Regions from separate parts of the Mus musculus genome. Here region 1 is linked to region 2. The links are chromatin contacts, called in public HiChIP or PLAC-seq maps. All regions are on one chromosome and are shown on one strand. Each heading gives the region's core, a stretch centred on a gene start, on an enhancer-like site or on the middle of the called end of the contact. The rest is flanking DNA. Distances are from core to core; before and after follow the strand shown. Region 1 holds the start of Zbed4 (zinc finger, BED type containing 4). Region 2 overlaps Brd1 (bromodomain containing 1).

What was found. HiChIP or PLAC-seq counts read pairs in DNA pulled down with a chosen protein or histone mark.
Region 1: a contact with region 2 is called in an H3K27ac HiChIP or PLAC-seq map of embryonic stem cells, with 18 read pairs. The contact joins the promoter of Zbed4 here to the enhancer-like site in region 2. A contact is called at or near these places in 2 of 39 promoter capture datasets (macrophages and pre-B cells), 7 of 484 Hi-C or Micro-C datasets (the HPC-7 cell line, embryonic stem cells, large pre-B cells and 1 more), 4 of 115 datasets of contacts at active chromatin or transcription factors (all in embryonic stem cells) and 3 of 9 other capture datasets (adipose tissue, liver and pancreatic islet).

Annotation. Positions count from the first base shown.
Region 1 is chr15:88,749,682-88,753,751 of GRCm38.p6, reverse strand. It overlaps Zbed4 (zinc finger, BED type containing 4), which reads right to left and starts at 2,041. Exons shown (of 3, transcript NM_181412.3): 1 at 1,950-2,041.
Region 2 is chr15:88,706,432-88,710,646 of GRCm38.p6, reverse strand. Brd1 (bromodomain containing 1) reads left to right here. Exons shown (of 13, transcript NM_001033274.3): 7 at 3,353-3,613. Among named protein-coding and RNA genes, the nearest start is that of Gm41377, 26 kb to the left of the region's middle. Within about 2 kb of position 1,631, at least 40 of the 459 cell types and tissues checked have an H3K27ac peak or open chromatin away from gene starts, as enhancers often do. A contact at or near this core is called in embryonic stem cells, where this site is marked.

The sequences.
Region 1 (4,070 bases), core at 792-3,291, 43 kb before region 2:
ATAACAGAGCCGGGCGTGGTGGCGCACGCCTTTAATCCCAGCACTCGGGAGGCAGAGGCAGGCGGATTTCTGAGTTCGAGGCCAGCCTTGTCTACATAGTGAGTTCCAGGACACAAAGAACTACATACAGAGAAACCCTGTCTCAAAAACAAACAAAGAAACAAAAGATTTCCTCTTCACAGGAGCTGGAGAAATGGCTCAGAGGTTCAGAGCACTGACTGCTCTTACAGAAGACAGGGGTTCAATTCCCAGCACCCACATGACAGCTTACAATTGTCTGTAACTTCAATCTCTGATATCCCCACACAGACACAAATGCAGGCAAAATACCAACACACATAAAATATATTATTTAGAAAAAAAAAATCCCTCTTCTGGGGCTACAGAGATGGCCCCACAGTTAAGAGCACTGGCGCTCTTTCAAAGTACTTGGGTTCAACTCCCAGCACCCACATAGCAGCTCACAGCTATCTATAATTTCAGTTCCAGGAGGATCTGACATCCTCACACAGACAGACATGCAAGCAGAACACCAAAGCACACCCAATTAGTAAATAATTTTCAAAAATTATTTTGAAGAAGAAAAACGGAGTCCCTCTTCTGGGGCTAGAGAGATGGCTCCTCTTGAGATGATTAAGAACAGTTCCAGAGGGCCTGGGTTCAATTCCATTCAGTCACAGGCAGCTTACAACCGAAACTGTAACTCTAGTTATAGGGGATTCAACATTCCCTCAGAGACATACTTGTAGGTGAAACACCAATGAACATTAAAAATAAGAGATTAAAAAAAGTTCCCTCTTCCAAAATATGTCTAGGTTTGTGTAAATTGATGAAAACCTATCAGCACACTGAGACTTTGAAACTTCCTAAAGATTCAAAAAAATTTTTAACTAGATCTTCTCATGAAAATAAAAGCCACACAAAAAGTCTATATAAAAATTTATATAGAAAAAAGTTTATATAGATTACAGAAAGCATGCACCAATGTCTTCATGCACAAGCCACTCCCTCAGGGTGTAGAGCCAAACTTGTAGCTTCTCAATTCTGCTTAGCATGGAATTAATTCGTGCCTTGCAACTACGTTTATTCAGAGTACTAAAAAAAAAAAAAAAAAAAAAAAAACTCAAAACTAAAATTTCCCTGGTCTTATTAATTTTTATCACCACGATATAAAGGGGAAAATTTCTTTCTTCCTACCAAGTCACAAGAATGTACTTGCCTTGGCTGACTGGCTTTACGAAGCCAGAAGGCACAAGTGTCCTTTTAAAAACTACACTTAATCTTATCCTAATTAACTTCAAAAACAAATGACTTCCCTTTTTACAAACGCCAGAACCGCGACAGCCGCTCCTCCTGAGGCTCGGCGCTGCAGGGACTTGAAAAGACGCGCTGGAGCCTCGTGAGAACCTCCAGACGGAGAGCGAGGACCCGCAGCCATCCCGGGCAGAAGCGAGTGGGTCGCACCAAAAAGGACAAAAGGAACAAAAAATGACGGCAGGTACTGCGACCGTGAAGACGCTACGGAGCCAAAGCGTTGAGTTAAGTTTCGTTAAGCCTCCGCGGTCAGACCCAGACGCACACGCTTCAAGCTAGGCAGGCACCAAGAAGCGTGACACCGACCCGTGTCACCGCCGTGCCGCCTGCCTGCGCCCCTTCCTGGACACGCGCGCCCACCGGCACCGGCTTGGGGGACGCCACGACGTGGCGGGAGCCCGGCACCTGACGAAAGGTCCCACGGGGCGTCCCGCGGTCGCTCCCCTCCGCGGCCTGGGCCCGCCCGCGGCGCGAGGCGCAGCTGTCAGAGGCCGGGCCGGGCTGGGCCGGGCCGGGCGCAGTCTCGGGACACAGCCTCCACCCGGCCCGCCGCGCACGGACAATGGCGCGGTTCCCCAACCCCTGCGCGGCGCCGGCCGTCGAAGACGCCACTGGAGCGTCCCGCGCGCACTCACCTGAGGCGCCGGCTCCGCGCTGCGCTGCGCGGGCCCGCGGGCTGCGAACAGCGCGACGGGCGCGCCCATTCATTAGCCGCTTTGTCTGCCCCCGCCGCCCCTCCCGCCGCCCCAGCCCCGCCGCCCGCGACGCCGCCGGACGCTGCGCCCCTCCCAGGGCCCCGCGCGGGTCGGGGGCGGGGCCCGGGGCGGGGCTGTCGTGCGCAAGCGCAGTCCGTGCGCACCTGCCCCGCCTTGGGGGGGGATGCCTAGAGTACGGCTGGATGGGCCCCGGCTAGGCAAACGGGGCGGAGCTACGAAGACTACGCAGGCGCAGTTTCCCCTCGCCCCATCTCCGGAGGTCAGGTTACTCCGGCGCAGTCTCACACACACGAGGTCTGGTCGCTGGCCTCCTCCGTCAAACTACGCAAGCGCGGTCTGGCGCACCTGCCCTGTCGGGCGTTCGGTCCGAAGACTACGCAGGCGCAGTCGCCACGGCGGTTGGTTGGAATTGCTGCGCGTTTGAGAAGCGCGCGTTCTCAGTGGTTTCTTCTTAGGGCTTGGCCGTTAGGGTGGTCCTGCGCTCTCAACGGCTGGCCGCGGAGCTTCCGGGCTTGTGGTCAAGGCGGGCGCCTTCTCCGGGGGCGTTGCGCGCAACCACTTTCAGTAGCCCTTGGGTGGAGGCTAGACACAGCAGGTGCTAGCTGCTCAGGGCCTGGGGCCATGTTTGGGTAAAAGAAATAAGGAGCTGAACATTGAACGCCCCAGTTCAGATGCCTGTGCGGACCATGTAATTTCTGCAGGTGGAATTTATCCCAGAGGTCCTTCTCTGATGACACTTTAGACCACAGCTTGTTCTCTTATGCGGGAGTTCTGTCCTACGCCCATCTCCTGTTCTGCGTGTTTAGGAGTTTCCTTCTGTGATTGAGGTGGTGGTGGTGCGGTCGGGGGAGGCGTCGAGTGCTGATGTCACACCTTGCTTACCCTGATTCACCATCACTGGTCAATGGACATGGTTTGGGATTCTGTGTCTTTAAGTTCAAGGGAAGGTGGTTGGGCTGCCAGTGCACTGCTGGTGGAAGTCATCATTGGTGTGGAACCCTGAGCCTGGCTTCTGTCTTCTTCGCCTTCCATTCAGGGAAGCTGATGTTTGTGGTGGAGGTGGTGGCTCCATATGAGACTCAATGGGGAACAGCAGAAAGACCTGGGTGGAGGTCCTCAGCTAGCAGGTTCCCGTAGGGTACAGAAGTTTTTTCCCAGTAACCTTCCTCTCCTTGTTATGCCCCTCGTACCCTACACCCCAGAGGAAAGAGAACATCTGCCTTCATGAAGGATTTCCGAAGCCCCAGGAGAACTGTTGAGACATGGGTTCTTGAGCTATAGAGCTAAGGGGTAGCGCCTAGAACAAGTAAAGTAGCTAGGAGAGAGTTTGAGCTTTAGCTTAGGATGTCTCAGCCCAGCCGGAAAGTCTTGACGAGCTTCCATTTGTTTATACAGAAGCACCTGCACAAACTCTTCACCTGGAGATGGCCCCTCTGTGCTCCTAGCCCTGCACAGGCTGTGCAGGGGAAGAAGGAAAACGGGAAGTAGAAGACAATGAGGGTGCTTGCCTGGAGCGCACGGAGCAGGCTTACCCTTCTGGAACTTGAATAGTGTCAAGATGTCGAGGGGTTTTGGAGGGTTAGGAAACTGCGTGTCCACAGAGACCGTGTAAAAGGCAACCGCCACCTTAGACAAAAGATGGTAACACTTGAAATTCTACCTGGCTCTTATTTGCTATGTTAGAATGAGGCAGTAGGTCTAGCAATGGAGAGGTGGATGCTACAGGCAGAGCATCAGCCCTTCCAGAGGGACTGTCCCTGAGAACGGGGAGATCAGGCAGTCCATCTGTACTCATACCCGATTTCCAAGAAGACAGGAAACCTCAGGACAAGGGTTTGCCTACTATATGATCCAGGGCAGAAATCTAGTCCCTTGTTTCTAGGTACGAAGGAGCCCCTCCCCCCAAAGGTAACCAGGCAGAAGGCACAAAGGTCTTCACAGTCTGCTCCAGAATGACCAGTCCTTAGCCAGGCGTGGTGGCGCACGCCTTTAATCCCAGCACTCGGGAGGCAGAGGCAGGCGGATTTCTGAGTTCAAGAC
Region 2 (4,215 bases), core at 382-2,881:
CAGCATCCAGACAGGCATGGTGCAGGAGGAGCTGAGAGTTCTACATCTTCATCTGAAGGCTGCTAGCAGAATATTGGCTCCCAAGCAGCTAGGAGCCCACACCCACAAGGCCATACCTCCCAAAAGTGCCACTCCCTGAGCTGAACATATAATATACAACCATTACATTCCACCCCCTGGCCCTCATAGGCTTGTCCAAACATAAGCCTATGGGAGCCATACCTACACATAGCATAATGCAAAATACATTTAGTCCGACTTCAAAAGCCCCCATAGTCTATGGCAGTCTCAACAATAATCGTCCAATAACTTAACTGTAATCCCCAAAGCAAGACAGGAAGCCAGCTGGGCTCTGCATCTCCATGTCTGATGTCTTCAGATCTTCTATTCCTTTTTCATCTTTGTTGACTGCAACAAACTTCTTTCTCCTGGGCTGGTTCTACTCCCTGGTAGCATAGCAGCTTTCCTTAGCAGATAGTCCAACTACCACTCTGGTATCTCCAAGGCAGCTTCTTGTTTTAATGTCTGGGCCTCCTCTCCAAGGTGACGTCACTTCCCCAGCTCTGCCCTCGGTAGCTCTAAGCTCAGGTTGATCCCTCCACTGCCGCTGCTGCTCTTGGTGGCCATCATCTCCAATACACTGGGGGCTTCCGCTGCAACTAGAGCCTCTCTAGGCTCTCTTCATGGTGCCAAGCCTCAACTCCTTTGCATGGCCCCTTCAGTCCTGGGCCATCATCTGCAACCGAGGCTGCACTTTGATCAGTGATCTTCCGCCTCAGCTGCTCTTCATGGCCCCTTCATGCCTCAAGGCCAGTGCCACCTGGGGGACCATTGCAGTCACCCAGCATAGCTGCAGCATGAGGTGCAACCTTGGCTGTCTCTGGAACACAGCTTCTTGGTGCTCAGAAAACACTTCCAGTGATGCTGGTTGTCGTCATGATTTATTTATTATATGAGTACACAGTTCTCTTCAGACACACCAGAAAGAGGGTATTGGGCCCCTGTTACAGATGGTCGTGAGCCACCATGTGGTTGCTGGGAATTGAACTCAGGACCTCTGGAAGAGCAGTCAGTGCTCTTAACCACAGAGCCATCTCTCCAGCCCTGCCGGTCTCTTAATCACTGCTAATGCCTTAGCTCCCGCTAACCAGCATCAGCTGTCCCAGGAGTCTTTCTCCTCGTGATTATAAAGCCAGAGACACATGGCCGAAGCTGCTTGCTGGAGCTGGAACATGGCCCCTAGTTCTATTGCGTCATCACTAGCTTCCAGCTTTCGCGCTCCTTCAAGGCCTAAGTTTGTCACGTGGGGATCTTGCTCAGAACTCTGAGATATGCAAGCCTGACTCCTGGGATTAGAGGTGTGTACCAGCACGCCCGGAATTAAGCTTTTCTTCACCTACAACTTGATCTGTCCTTGAAAGTAGAGATCTGCCTGCCTTTGCCTCCAGGAATTAAAAAGCTTGTTCTGCCCAGTATAGACCAAAACTTAACTGGGTGGGATCTTGCCCCAAGGTCACTAGTCCCTTAATTCAAACTAATGTCCTTGAACACATTCAGCTCCATTCACTTCCAGTATTCCTTTCTAACCTTGCAATGCTTATTCACATGCTCTTCCTGAGAACAAAGTCTACGATGGGCCTTTCTAAGGCTTCCTTTGTCATTGTAATTAACCTGAGCCTCCTTAGCCTCAGGCAGACTCTTCAGCCAAGGGCAAAAATAGCTACTTCTTCACCAAACTACAAAAACAAGGCTCTAGACCACATAACTGAAATTCCTCACTGAAACCTCTTGTGCTGGGTCTACACAGTTCCGATTACTCACAGCAACAAAGTGTTCCATAGTCCAGCTAGGATAGACCATGAAGCCCCACTTGAAACATTCTGTGGCCTTCCAAATCCCAAGTTCCCCAACCTACATTCTTATAAGCAAAAACACGGTCAGGCCTATTACCGCAATATCTCAGTCCCTGGTGCCACCTGTCTTAGAGTTTTTCTGCTGTGAGCAGACACCATGACCAAGGCAAGTCTTCTAAGGACAACATTTAATTGGGGCTGGCTTACAGGTTCCGAAGTTCAGTCCATTATCAAGGTGGAAACATGGCAGCATCCAGACAGGCATGGTACAGGAGGAGCTAAGAGTTCTACGTCTTCTGAAGGCTGCTAGCAGAGTACTGACTCCCAGGCAGCTAGGAGCCCACCCATGAGGCCACACCTACTCCAACAGGGCTACACCTCCTAGCATTGCCGCTCCCTAAGCAGAGCATATACAAACCGCAATACTGGCCCTGTTGAAAGAGAAGCCAACCAGCAGAGCCTGCAGGTCTAGCACTCAGGTTGAGGAGGGAGGATTACAAGTTTGAGGCCAGCCTGGACTCAGCAAGCACAAAACAGAAGAAAGGAGGCTTGAGAAGTTGAGTGGTGGTTTTTGTTGCGGTGACTGTAAGCCAGTTGGACAGTGTTTGTCGTGTCCCACTGCTAAGTTAGTGCTGTTTAGACAGGGCGCTAATGAGTCTCCTAGGCCAGCTACCAGGTCTGGGCAGGGCTCATTTATGGTAGGTGTCTCTGTTGGCCCTGCTGTTCCTTTGGTTTTATCTTCGCATAGATTAAATAATTTTTTGGCTATTTCACTAATTTAAGTCCTGCAGTCAATGTTCCTAGAGTCTGGGGAGACCTGCGGACTCTGCAGCCTAGTTTCCTTTTGGTCATGATGTATGTGCAAGAACTTGAGCTAGGATGATGTTCACAATGTATAAACAGTCCATGTGAACATATTTACACACACGCAGCGTCTGTCAGTAGTCCATCTTGCGTCTATGTTGGTGCACTCAGACATGTCTGGTGGTCTTTGTGCCTCTCACTTTTTACAGAGCAGGACTGAGTTGGGTCTTAGTCCAGGAAAAGCCATGTGTGTTACCCACATCTCCTCTGCTACGGCCACACTAGTCCTTTGTGTACTACTGACTGAAGGAGTGTCTTGTCTCTTTTTTTCCCTCTTTGTGACAACAGCCTTGTCATAGGTTCAGAATCAGGGTAGAGAGGAGTATGTATGGCACCAAATGGTGAAATTGGAACACTTGGGAGGCAGGGGCAGGCAGATCTCTGAGTTCAAGGTCAGCCTGTTACAGAATGAGTTGCAGGACAGCCTGGGTTACCCAGAGAAACACTGTCTCAAAAACAAACAAATAAAACAAAACAAACCCAAGAAGCTAAATAAACAAACAAAGATTAAATGAATTTGAAGCCTGCGCTTTGGCCGTGGGCAGGCCCAGGCACATAGTTAAGACAGATGTGTTGTTATCAGAGGCGGCCATGAATCCGAATCCTGTGGCTAATGATACGTGTTTTTGGTTCAGTGGACAGGTTGCTGGACCCAGCCAACAGGGCCCACATGAGCTTGGAGGAGCAGCTGAGAGAACTTCTGGACAAGTTGGACCTGACCTGCTCCATGAAGTCCAGCGGCTCACGGAGTAAACGGGCAAAGCTGCTTAAAAAAGAGATTGCTCTTCTCCGAAACAAGCTGAGCCAGCAGCACAGCCAGGCTCCGCCCACAGGGGCAGGCACGGGAGGCTTTGAAGATGAGGCTGCTCCACTGGCCCCGGACACAGCGGAGGAAGGTAAGCATGGGGTAGGAGGGCCATACCTCACGGGCTCGGGGCTCTCTTGACAGGCTTAAATGATGCTCTGTAGTAATGATGAGCTTGTACATTTTGAAGGTCACGGAACTCTTGGTTACTGGATATTCCTGCTAGGCTTTTTTTGATGCTCTTTGAAAGGATGTTTTGGTGTGTTCTGTCTGCTGTATTTTGGCACTTAGTTTACAAGCTTAAAGGAACAGAATGAGATTTTCTTTTAACTCGAGCTTGAAAGACTTAGAAGGAATAGTTTAGATCCAATACAGTGTTGAAGGTGGCTTCTATGGTGGGAATGGCAATAACTTAGTTGTATTTTGTTAATTGAGGCAGAGTATTATGTGAGTAGACACCCTAGAATTGTTTTTACCTTGTCTACGTAGGTCAGAGGACAGCTAGTTGGAGTTGGTTTTCCTGGCATCTTAGCACGCTTGGGGATCAAGCGCAGGTGGTTAGGCCTTGTAAGCACCTCTGCCCTTAGCTAAGCCCTCCTGCGGCTGGAGTTAGGAAAGGAGGACTGGCTAGAGAACAGCCCAGCCTTGGGCTGGGCATGGTGGGAGGAGTCTGACGTGCACAGACCTGTTCCC